Linked DNA regions of Mus musculus: all the other regions are linked to region 3. The links are chromatin contacts, called in public promoter capture Hi-C maps. All regions are on one chromosome and are shown on one strand. Each heading gives the region's core, a stretch centred on a gene start, on an enhancer-like site or on the middle of the called end of the contact. The rest is flanking DNA. Distances are from core to core; before and after follow the strand shown.

Region 1 (3,735 bases), core at 987-3,486, 6.2 Mb after region 3:
CAATAACAGAACCAAGAACTATAGTGAGAAACAAATTGAATCACATAAGGGCATTGTAAACACTCTGATGCTATACAAAGGCAAGGCATTTTTATTATGGTTATGTTGTGGTGCGAGCCTCAAATAAAATAATCATTGTTATCTCCATACTTTAAAGGTTTCTCACAGCTATCCCCACACTGATCCTTGATTTCCCATCATCTCCTGTAGGACAGGAAGTCTGGTCCCCAACAGGAAAGGGCTCAAAAAAGCTCCAGCTTCACCCAGGAAGCAACCAAGCAACCGTCTTCTCCCCAACCTTTATTTTGCAGTCAAATGGTAAGAGACAGACTAGTGAAAATTGATGTGTTTAACATCCATTTCAGCCTCAAAATGGGGAGCAGAGTAACCCTAAGGTCCTAAGTAAGGCCTTAAGATTAGTGGCGATTTAGTAATTACCAGAATAATTAAAATCAGCGAAGACAGACAACTTAAAGCAGGATAGGCAAGAGCAAGGCACATGGAGGTGATTTCCCTGTTAAGTGATGCATATTGAGTTCATATGTTGATGAACTCAAACATATTTCTGAATCCTCATTTTTGCTTGGTGCAAAACAGTTTTTAAATGTGGGTGTGGGTGTGTGGGTGTGTGCACTGGAGGGCAGGTGTGGCCAAGTAAAATAACTAGTGAAGAGATTCCCAAAGGGGGAAAATTGGGTGGCCCTACTATATATACATTGCTCGAATTAGTGGTGAGGGTGGTGAGGACAGGCAATTGGGGTACTAACAGCAGATCTCAGACAATAGCAAGACCACCAGAGCCTTAGCTGCTCTCATATACATCTCTCAGACCAGGTGAGGGGAACAGCAGGCAAGTCTCAACTGCCATCCATGAAGACTTCACAAAGAAGAAAACAAAAACAAAACACCCCCTAGCTCAGAGATGGAACTTCTGGGCCTAGAGGGGTGGGAATGGGGGGTGGGGGTAGGGAGAAGAGAAAGTCATTAATTCAGCAGGGTTTCCTTCTAGTTCAAATGACCTCTCTGGCTTCCTTAGCATAGATAAATATATACTAAATAATATCAATATGTCTGGACATAGAGATTATTTTCCCAAGTTCCTGTTATTTCACATCCTGTTTCGAATCCTTTAGGAACTGTTGACTATGTTTCCTGATACCCTCTGGGTAGAGACAATACCTTGGAAGTCCTCACCATCAGATCAGGGTTGGAGCTGCTAAGAAACAACCTAAGACTGAAAGTCATGTCAAGCAGCAGCTTTCCCTCCTCAAAGCCTCTCTCCTTGGAGTTAATGTAAGTCAGCAGAGTTCGAATGTGGTCCACAAGCCTATAAGCCCTTCAAGTCTCAGGGATGGCCGGCGATATAAACACAGGAAGGATTTATACTCCCTTGGCCTGGCAGGCGGTCGTTAGGGTAAAGGGGAAGGGTCAGGGGACTCAGATTGGTGTCTCAAGAGCCCAGAGGGAAAGCAGGCAGAAACCAAGCCCTAGGTCCTTCTAGGCAGATTTCCCTCTGCAAAGTCTTGCAAGCTTTCCTCTTTATAGACCTTTCGTCCCTTCCTCCCTCGGGTCTCCCCGCCAAACCAGATGCCTCCACACCCTAGCAAGTGATATCCACTGAGGGTGACCCAAGGTTTTTGCAGCCTGGGAGGTTGCCACGAAGAGTGGGCCGAGCGGACTCGGGAGGCGAGGCGAGGCGGCGAGGACCGGGCATTTTTTCTTGCCCTAGCACCTGTCCCACTTCGGCGCCCGGGCTAGGACTGCGCCTGAGCGCGGCCTCAGTGCTGGAGCGCCAGAACCACGCGCGGAGGTCGCCAAGGGTGGGGAAGTGGGGGGCCCGGAGGAAGGGCGGGGTGTCTGGCGGGGGCGTTCCCCTCGGGCGAGACCCCCGCCCTCCTACATAGACCGAGTCAAAAAAAGAAAAAAAAGAAAAGAAAGAAAGAAAGAAAAGAAAAGAAAAAAAACCAACAACAAAACGGGGAGAGCGTGTTACACATCAACCAGGAGCGAAAACGATCGCTCTCCGACCCCGAACGGCGTTGCGGCACCCCCCCCCCCTTCCTGGAGCGGAGGACTGGCTGGGGAAAGGTGGCTCCGTTCTTCCCCGTGGCCAGTGCGGGGTCTGCGGCTGCCCAGCGAGGTTCCGGCTTCCCTGGGGCTGGTAGGGGGGAGCCCCGAGAAGTGCAGGCCCGCCCCCTTCTTCCTCCTCCTTCCCCTCCTCCCCCACGTGTCCTCCGGGAGCCCAGCGGCCTGATCCCAGCACCCCCCCTCCCGCCACCTCCCTCCTACTCCCGCTTCGCCCGCTTCCCGGGCGGTGTGGAGAAGAGCAAAGTTGCGACAGCAGCCGGGGGGCTCTGCCCAGGTGAAGGGGGCGCTGTGACGGGGGCGGGAACGGCGTGGCCCTGCGGCGGGGGCGGGGGGGGGGAGGATAAAGAAACTTGCTTTTCGCAGCCCCCACCCTGCGCGGGTTCGGATCTTGCGTGATCCGAGCCCTCGTGGAGACGCTGCACCGCCGCCAGGACCGAGGCCGGCACCCCGAGCCGGACTCAGATAGGGACCGCGCGTTCCGGCGGGCTGCCGAGGGCAGGCAGGCCGGCACCCGGGCAAGGGCGGGGTGGGTGACCGTGCACCGGACCGAACCGCGGACTCTGGCGGCGTGGGCGCGGGACGAACCGGGACCGGGCCGAGTTGGGTGGCGAAGTAGGACGTGGATTCGGGGGGCGGGGCGCAGCGGGAGGGGGGAGAGCAGGCCCGGCCCGGCTGGCCTGGGCGTGGGGGTGGGGGGCGAGTTCGGGGCACTTGCTGGGCTCTGGACCGAGCGCTAGGGCGGGGCGGCGCTAGGGGCTGGGCCCGACCGGGAGGAGAGGGCGAGGGGAGGGAGAGCAGGGGGTGGAGTAGGGGCGTGGAGTTGCAAGCGGGGTCTGGCCTCGGCCGGGGGCGAAGGTAGATCTGCGGGGCCGAAAGCGGAGGGAGGGAGGCCCGAGGCAGCGCGGCGGCAGCGGCGGCGGCGGCGGCGGCGGCGGCGGCGGCGGTGGCGGCGAAGGCCAGCTTCCGCGGAGTTTGTGCCCGGGCTTCCCAGCTGGGCTCCGGTCGCCTCCCGCGCACAAATGGGGTTAGGGGACTGACTGGTAAGCAACTCCCGGTGTTGGACGGGCTTCCCAGGCGATTCCCGGAAAACCGAGGGAAGACGCCGTCTGCAATATGCCGCACCCCACCACTCCACCTCTTAGCATCTGGATTCTGCTCTTCGGGGTCGGTGGACCCTTCCCCACCACAATCCTTCCAATCTTCCAGCACCCCTTCCGTCTCCCTCTTATCCTTGGCCATCTAAATCTCCTAGTGGTATGCTTTGGAGGGGTGGAAGGCGTCGAGGGCTGCACTTTCCCTCCCTTGGGGGCAGCCTAGTTTGTGTCTTATTCCTGCCAGGTAATGTTGCTTGGCATGGTGTGGACCTGGGGTTTAGATAATTTAAGCCCCGGATCCAAGCTTTTTTGATGGCTTTTAAGGAAAGGGACGGATCCCTGGATTTTCATGACCAGAATGGGGTTTGAGGACTGGAGTTACTCTCAGCTCACTTCCAGTACCAACCTCTTTACTATGAACCATTTCTGTGGGGGCTCGAACGTGGAGGGTGGGATACGGGAGCATTAATGTGCTTTGCTTCTCTGTGTTTCCACAGGGTCAGCGTGGTGAAGGACAGCTAGTGTCAGAGGGAAAGTAGACACTAGTCCAACT
Region 2 (3,570 bases), core at 935-3,434, 5.3 Mb before region 3:
AACAATTGTTAGTCAGGAAGGCACTTGCCATTAAGTACCTAGGAAAATCACTACTGTTGGTATGTGCTTCCTACTCCTATGCACCTGATGACTTCTGGACATCTTCGCATGGCTGTTTCATCACTCCCAGGAGCTCAGGAAGTCCCACTCAAAATTTCTTCTCCCAGATGTGTCCCTTCACCCTTTATGCCTAGTTCTGTTAACGGCCACTTCAAAGCCCCACTGCTCTCAGGGTTTAAAGCATCATTCTTGCCACCACATTCAATCTATTGCCAAGTGCTCTTTATTTACCCCCCTCCTTTTCTCTGATGACTATAGAAGACTGGGCTCTCCGAGAGAGAGAGAGAGAGAGAGAGAGAGAGAGAGAGAGAGAGAGAGATTGATTTCAAAATGTGAGCAGGATTTAATGGGAAAGAAAATCTCTGTTGAAGACTGAAGCTGTAGTAGTTCCCATGGTAAAGGATGCGCTTGTCTCTGGGAGGTGAGATTGCCTGATACAGTGTTTCTCCTCCACAGTAGCAAAAGAGCCCTGCAGCTACTTTCTTGCTCTCTAGGGAGAAGATTCTGAATGCCCAGCTCTAATGGTGTCGCTTCCTGCCTCCACTACCTTCCAAGGATTCCATTAGCTTGGCATTCAAAACTCTCCCAGATTTAACTCAAACCTGCCTTTCTCATAATTTCCAGCATCCTTGTCTGCCCACTAAGTGACTTTTGGGTTGATCTTTGAAAATGCTTCTTTGAAACTGTTCTTGCTTTTGCAGGTCCCTATACTCCCTGGGAGGCTTGCCTGAGACTTGCAGCTTTTCCTGTGCGCCCTGCCTCTCCTTGCCGCCTCCGGTCCTTCCAATACTCTCCAGCTGGATAAGCTCATACCTCAGACTCTTCTAAACTAGCTGCTTGGCTTGCTGAATTACCAAGGGGAAATGTGGTTCCAGAGACAAATTGTGAGTACCCATAGAGATTGTAAAAAGTCTATTTTCCCTGGGAGAAGCTCTCATTTCTTTTTTTTCTTTCTTTCTTTCTTTTCTTTTCTTTCTTTTTTTTTTTTTCCGACACAGGGTTTCTCTGTGTAGCCCTGGCTGTCCTGGAACTCACTTTGTAGACCAGGCTGGCCTCGAACTCAGAAATCCGCCTGCCTCTGCCTCCCGAGTGCTGGGATTAAAGGCGTGCGCCACCACGGCGAAGCTCTCATTTCTGCCACTGCCCCCCAACATCATTTCATTCAGTCCTAGGGTTAAAAGTTGGGTTTGAATTGTGCACCCTCATCTCAAAGAAGATGGACCCAAAGTCCATTTTCATACTCAAGAGCTATTTATTTATTTATTTATTTATTTATATTACTTTCCCCATGACTTTAAGCAGTTACCCCAGCCTCTCGTGTCTACAGGACTGTGACCCTAACATCCTTGCCTTTGGAGAACTGCTTTGCCTGTGCCAAGTCTTTCCTCCACTCTTTTCTTTCAACTAATCTTCTCGCCTCTTTCCCCGACCCTAAACAGTAGTTGGCAGTTTAATAATTCATTCTTTGTCAAAACAGAAGAAAGGTTAAAGACATATTCCTGGCAGGCTGAGGTGACCTCCAAGTCCAGCCTCTGGGATTCACAGTGAGTCTGAGTTAGCCTGTGTTACATTAGATACTACAAGAGACCAACCCTACAATCAATCAGCCAATCAATCAATCAACAAATAAGTGGAGGAAGAAGGGGGAACCAATAACAAAACAAGAAGTAATTAAAAGACTGGCATGGTGGTGCACTCTTGTAATCCCAGCATTTGGGAGGTGAAAGCAGGAGAGTCAGGAGTTCAAAATCATGCTCAACGACACAGTGAGTTCGAGGTTCTCTGGCCTATAGGAGACTCTGTCTCAACAGAGGGGGAAAAAAGATAGAAAAAGAGCCCCTCCTTCCCGAAAAAAAGTAAGTACCTATAAAAAGAAAACTTCGCAGGGGTTCCTCTTCAAGTCAGCAAGTGGGGCCCGCGCTGCTCCCTGTTAAATCACCGGGACTTGAAGGTTTCCTTTGCTTCCCGCCTAGCCTTTTCCCCCAGGGAACTTGGCCACCTCCTCCCTTAGGTCCAGGGCCAGGGCTCTCAGGTGGGACGTGATTGACAGGTCAACTTTGGCTCTCCCCGCCCCGTGGCCGCCTTGGTACGGTCCGCCGGGCGTAAGGCGTTCCCCGCACCCCCCCGCGCGTTCTCCCCAGGTTGGTTCGGCCCCCGTCTACTCTGGGGTGGTGCTTAGCCGGCGCCAGACCGACCCTCGGCTCCGGAGCGGCAGTGCCGTCCCTCTCGGCGCCTCCTCGGCTTCTCCGGCTTCCTCGGCTTCCTCGGGGACCGCGGACCCTGGTATATGCCCGACTGCTGAGCCCGCTAAAGCCATGTCGACCCCGGCCCGGCGCCGCCTCATGAGGGACTTCAAGAGGTAACCCGCGTCCGCGAGGGCCAGGCGCTCGAGGGGGCGGCCTGCCTGCCCGCCTGCCTGCCTGCCTGCCGGGGGGCACAGGGCGGAGCCCGAAGCGGAGCGGCTCCGGGTGTGATGGGGAGGGGGATCCCGGCGGCGAATCGCGGGGCTGAGGGCAGCCGCTGTGTGTCTGTTTCTGAAGGTTACAGGAAGATCCTCCGGCCGGAGTGAGCGGGGCTCCGTCGGAGAACAACATAATGGTTTGGAATGCGGTCATTTTTGGGTGAGTCTGCGGGCCGGCTCTCGCCGGCGACCGGGGCAGGGAGGACCGGGGCCGGCCCCTAGACGAGCCGCGCATGGGGGGAAAGGGGAAGAGAGTTGGGGTTGCTTGGGCCTAGGCGCCTCCCCGGAGCCTCTGCCTCGATTAGCTGCCTTCTCTCTGCTAGGGGAACTCTTTGGGGTTCTTGGTGGCGAGGGGCAGCGGAGGCTGCGGCGGCCTGCGCCGCCTTTTCCTAACCCGGGACAGCGGTGCGGGACGGACCAGGCGGCAGGGATGGGAAACCTTGACAGAGCCGCCGCCTCTGAGGCTGCGGGGAGGCGGGGACCCTCTGAGCCGGCACTAACGGGCTCTTGTTTTTGTTTTTATTCTGTGTTGCAGGCCCGAAGGGACCCCGTTTGAGGATGGTAAGAGAGTTTCTTAGCCCACCTTTCAGGAGCCTACTCTTCAGGGGAAAGGGGGTCCCGGGTATCAGCAAGCGCCCCCCACTTAAAGAAGCGGCTTTGCCCCTGCCACCTCTGACCACCAAAGGCTCAAGTGAAATTCAGTGTGTGGCGGATTGTTCTGGCTAGACCTAGGCTTAATCAAAACTTCACTTTTTCCGTTCGTTTGTGTCGTCTCCCCCCCCCCCCGTTTAATCCATCCTGGGTGAAAGTAGTCACTTTTTAAAAGAAGTGCCACAGCGCTGGTATTCAGGGTTGTGGAGGTTTGAGCAGCCTTCTTGCTAACTTTAGCCCCCACAGAGATAATGCAGCAGGAAACCAGTTCACCAGCAACCATCTGGTCCACAAAGCGTTCCATCCCCAGGGCAAGAAGTGTGTTCAGCAGTGCTTAGTGTGTGGCTTGTTTAGTGCTGAATGGATGCAAGCTTCTCTGACATACAGTTGCCTGCCTG
Region 3 (3,564 bases), core at 233-2,732:
AAAAAAGAAAGCAAGCAAAATTGCCAAGCTATCCATTCTCGCTGGGATCAAGTGGCCTAGTTGGGTCTTTTGGGGAGGAAGTGTGAGGAGTGTTGGAAAGGACGTGAGGAAACCAGAGATCTGGGAACAAGTGGCCCTTTACTGGGGTGGGTTGTGTTGGAGAGCTCTGAAGGGTGCTGCTAGCCTGCAGGGCTGCCAGGGCTGCGCAGGGGGCGGGGAGCCGGACGATCGGCCCGCTGAAGCCCCGGAATTCCCACGGCGGGGCTCCAGTGGACACTGTCGCCGGCCTCTCGGCGACCTCCTCGGTGGCGCCGTGGGCCCTCAGCCAGTCCGCGCAGGGCGGAAGCGCGTCCCAACGGCTGAGTAAGAGAGGCGCGGGCACGCCAGCTTGTTTACCCCACTCGGCGGCGCGCCCCTGCGGGCGCCCCGTTCACAGGAGGCGTCCGAGCCGCGGAAGCGGGGAGTCCGGCGGCGGCGATTGGTCGGCGACACGGGGAGGAGGCTGGCGGGTGGGAGGGCTGCGTGGCGCGCGCCGCAATGGCAGCCCGCCGCCGCTAGATGCCGCTGCCTCCCAACAGGAGCTGGGCCGCGGGTTCGCGGCCGACAGATGGCGCCTGCGCGTTCCATTCGCCTCCAAGTCGCCGAAGAGCGAACACCCCAAACAATCCCGAAGCGCCACCAAAAAAAAAAAAAAAAAAAAAAAAAAAAAGAAAGAAAAAAAAAAAAAAGAAAAGAAAAAAAAAAGAAAGGAAAAAAAATACAGAAAAAAGGGAAAAAAACAAAACAAAACAAAAAAAGCACCCCGCCGGATCCGACCGCCACTTTCAAACCCCCCCACGGCTCTAGACCCGCGGGAGCTTCCGTCCCTCAGTAGAACTCAAGGGTGGAAAGAAGAGGAAGGGGGAAAAATCTTGTACCAGCCCAGGGGTGAAGAAGCCCCCGGCCTGAGAAAGAAGGAAGGAGTGGGGGAGGCCAACAGTCTCCTTGCTGCCTCTGTAGACGCTGAGGGGGGAGGTAAGTTATAAAATGGCGGAGGCGAAGCTTCTAGAAGTTTGGAGGGGCACCCGGAGGGCGCGCGGCCCACCGTGAGGTGTGTGTGCTTGCGATCGGGCGAAGAGAGCGTGCGGCCGGCCGGGAGGGAGCCGAGAAGGCCGGGCGCTCCGGGGCCGGGCCGCGGCCTCGTAGGGGGCCCCGCGCGGGGCAGCGAGCGAGCGAGTGGCCGTGTCCGGGCGGGGAGCGAGCCAGCGTCGCCCCGGCCCCGCGTCACCCCCTGCCTGTCCTCTCCGTCCCCAAGTCGCTACCCCAACACTTCCAAGGAACTTGCAGTCGCCCCCTGCGTCCCCTCCCCGCCTCCTTCCTCCCGGAGCCGCTTTTTTAGCGCAAGACGCTCCCTTCTCACTCCCCTCGCTGGAAGGTTGTCCCTTCGCCTCCCTCGCCCAAGTCTCCCCCGGGGACCTCGGCGGAGGGGGCTCCCCCCCCCACGGGTGGCCCAAAATGGAGAACGCGCAGCGGCGCAAGATGGAGGCTCGGCGCCTCCGCGTAGCCTGCTCGCTCGCTTCCTCTCCTCCCGGGGCCTCTTAAGCAGCCCGTGGAGGGGGACGAGAGCCCCCCAGACTGGAGGTGGGGTGGGGGTGCCATCCCTGGCCGGGATTCGGGGGGGGGACGGGTGGAGAAGAAAGGGGCAAACCCGGGGAGGCCACGGCCCGGTGGCGTGTGGTGGCGGGGAGGGGGGGTGGTGGTGGTGGCGGTGGGAGAGCGCGCCGTGGTGGTGCGGGGAAGGAAGCGAGCAAGATGGTGGTGCTGGGAACCCGGGGGGAGGGGAGGCCGAGCAGGCTCGTTTGTGTCTATTTGGGCCTCGGACCGAGGGAGGCGAGGGAAAATCTACTCTGCTCACACCCCTCCCTCGTCCCCCCTCCCCTCTCCCTTCCCCTCCTTGCCTCCCTCCCTCCCCTCCCCTCCCCTCCCCTCCCCTCCCCTCCCTCCCCTCCCTCTCTCCCTCCCTCCCTCCCTCTCTTCCTCCCTTCCTAGAGAGGGAACAACATTCATGTGACGGGCCCCTCGGCTTCTCTCCCCCGCCCCATCATCTCCAGCGCGTGGTGGGGGAACTGCTTGGGCAAAGCGGTTGGCATCGATCTCTCCATCCTTCCCGAGGCCCCGACTTCGGTCAGTTTTCTTAGGGCACCAATTTTCGAAATCGTTTGGGGTCCGGCGGCGTCGGTCCCCAGCGCGTAGAGCTTGCCCCGAAGGGGGCCCTGCCTGCCTGGCATGGGCGGAGGGGGGGGAAGGGCGGGAGTGGAAGGCTGTTTGTTGGGGGGTTTTGGCGCCACTTTTGTTTTAGTTTTAGTGCTGCTTTTTCGTTCCCACCCCCACCCGCACTGTCTTTCTCAAGGCACGAACTGAGCTGATCCTTGCCCCAGGTAGGCAGCCTCTGTTTTCCCTCCACACTTTTATTCTTGCTTGAGGGCGACTTTCTCTTTTCTTCTCTCACGTATCCGGAGATCTGCGGACTACAATTTTAGGAGAAAAAGGGTCGGCTGGGCCATGGGAGAGAGAAGGTGTGGGAAACAGCATCAAGTAGTTCCGCAAAACTTTGAGCCCCGTTCCCATTTTCTTCTGGCCTAGAATTGTAAACGTATTGTTGATTTCGGCCTTTTTTTCCCTTTCCCTCCCGCCGCGACAATGTCTTGTTTTGCCTTTAGTTTTGATTTTTTTTATTATTTTTTTGATAAACCGCTGTACTTTCGGCATTTAGTTTCTTCTCCTTGGTGTTATATGTCATTTTATTTTTAATCCTCAACGGTAATGGGTTCTCGTGTGATTTTTTTTTTTCGGGCTTTGGTGCTCGACTTGAATTTTTAATATTGCATTAGTAGTTTCATCCGGTCTGGGAGACTTTCTTCTCCGTGGCCTAGGATGTTTTTTTATGTTGTTGCCTACTCCCTCCCTCTCCCTCCTCCTTTCTTCTGTATGTAGTTTTTAAATTGAGGGTCGTGGTTTTTGATTTAATGATTATTTCCAGCTTCTATGCTATGTCTATCAGAAACTTTTGATCTGTGGGGTTAGGTTTAAGTAAAGGAGACGCTTGTGTTGGTTTGCAATGGTTCCTTAAAATGCGCGGGCCGCCTCCTCCTCGACCCTGGTAAAACCCCATCTTCCCTTCACATTGGAGTGTAAATTCCGTACCCCCTTTCTCCCACGGACCGCCGTATTTCACAGCAGCCACACCCTGTATATATGTCTCTGTGGATTGGACTCATTATCAGCTTAATTTAGTGACTTAAACCACCATGATGGGACTTGCTTAAGCACGAAGCTTCTTTTCCTGTTTGGTCCTGGTGGCTAGTGTCGAAAGAGGAATAATCGAGGTTTCTTAATGAAACCTAGTGCGGTCCAAGCATTGCCTTTTTTTCTGTTGTCTTTTTTCCTACTCCGGGCTGTTGGCGGTGTCAGCACCGCTGCTGGGGGCGGGGGGTGGAGGGGAGAAAGAGTCGGGTTACCGAAGTGCGTCATTCCTGGCTCTAGCAGGGCCTGCTCGGGAGCTTGCTGGTGTTTGTTACTGTCCTC

The links. Promoter capture Hi-C pulls out the DNA fragments that hold promoters and counts their contacts.
Region 1: a contact with region 3 is called in a promoter capture Hi-C map of cranial neural crest. The contact joins the promoter of Bcorl1 here to the promoter of Stag2 in region 3.
Region 2: a contact with region 3 is called in a promoter capture Hi-C map of cranial neural crest. The contact joins the promoter of Ube2a here to the promoter of Stag2 in region 3. A contact is called at or near these places in 1 of 39 promoter capture datasets (cranial neural crest) and 1 of 484 Hi-C or Micro-C datasets (B cells).

Annotation. Positions count from the first base shown.
Region 1 is chrX:48,339,122-48,342,856 of GRCm38.p6, forward strand. Bcorl1 (BCL6 co-repressor-like 1) reads left to right here and starts at 2,237. Exons shown (of 15, transcript NM_178782.4): 1 at 2,237-2,362; 2 at 3,680-3,735.
Region 2 is chrX:36,872,111-36,875,680 of GRCm38.p6, forward strand. It overlaps Ube2a (ubiquitin-conjugating enzyme E2A), which reads left to right and starts at 2,185. Exons shown (of 6, transcript NM_019668.4): 1 at 2,185-2,419; 2 at 2,601-2,681; 3 at 3,057-3,082. The coding sequence starts at 2,376.
Region 3 is chrX:42,148,672-42,152,235 of GRCm38.p6, forward strand. It overlaps Stag2 (stromal antigen 2), which reads left to right and starts at 1,483. Exons shown (of 34, transcript NM_001290713.2): 1 at 1,483-1,620.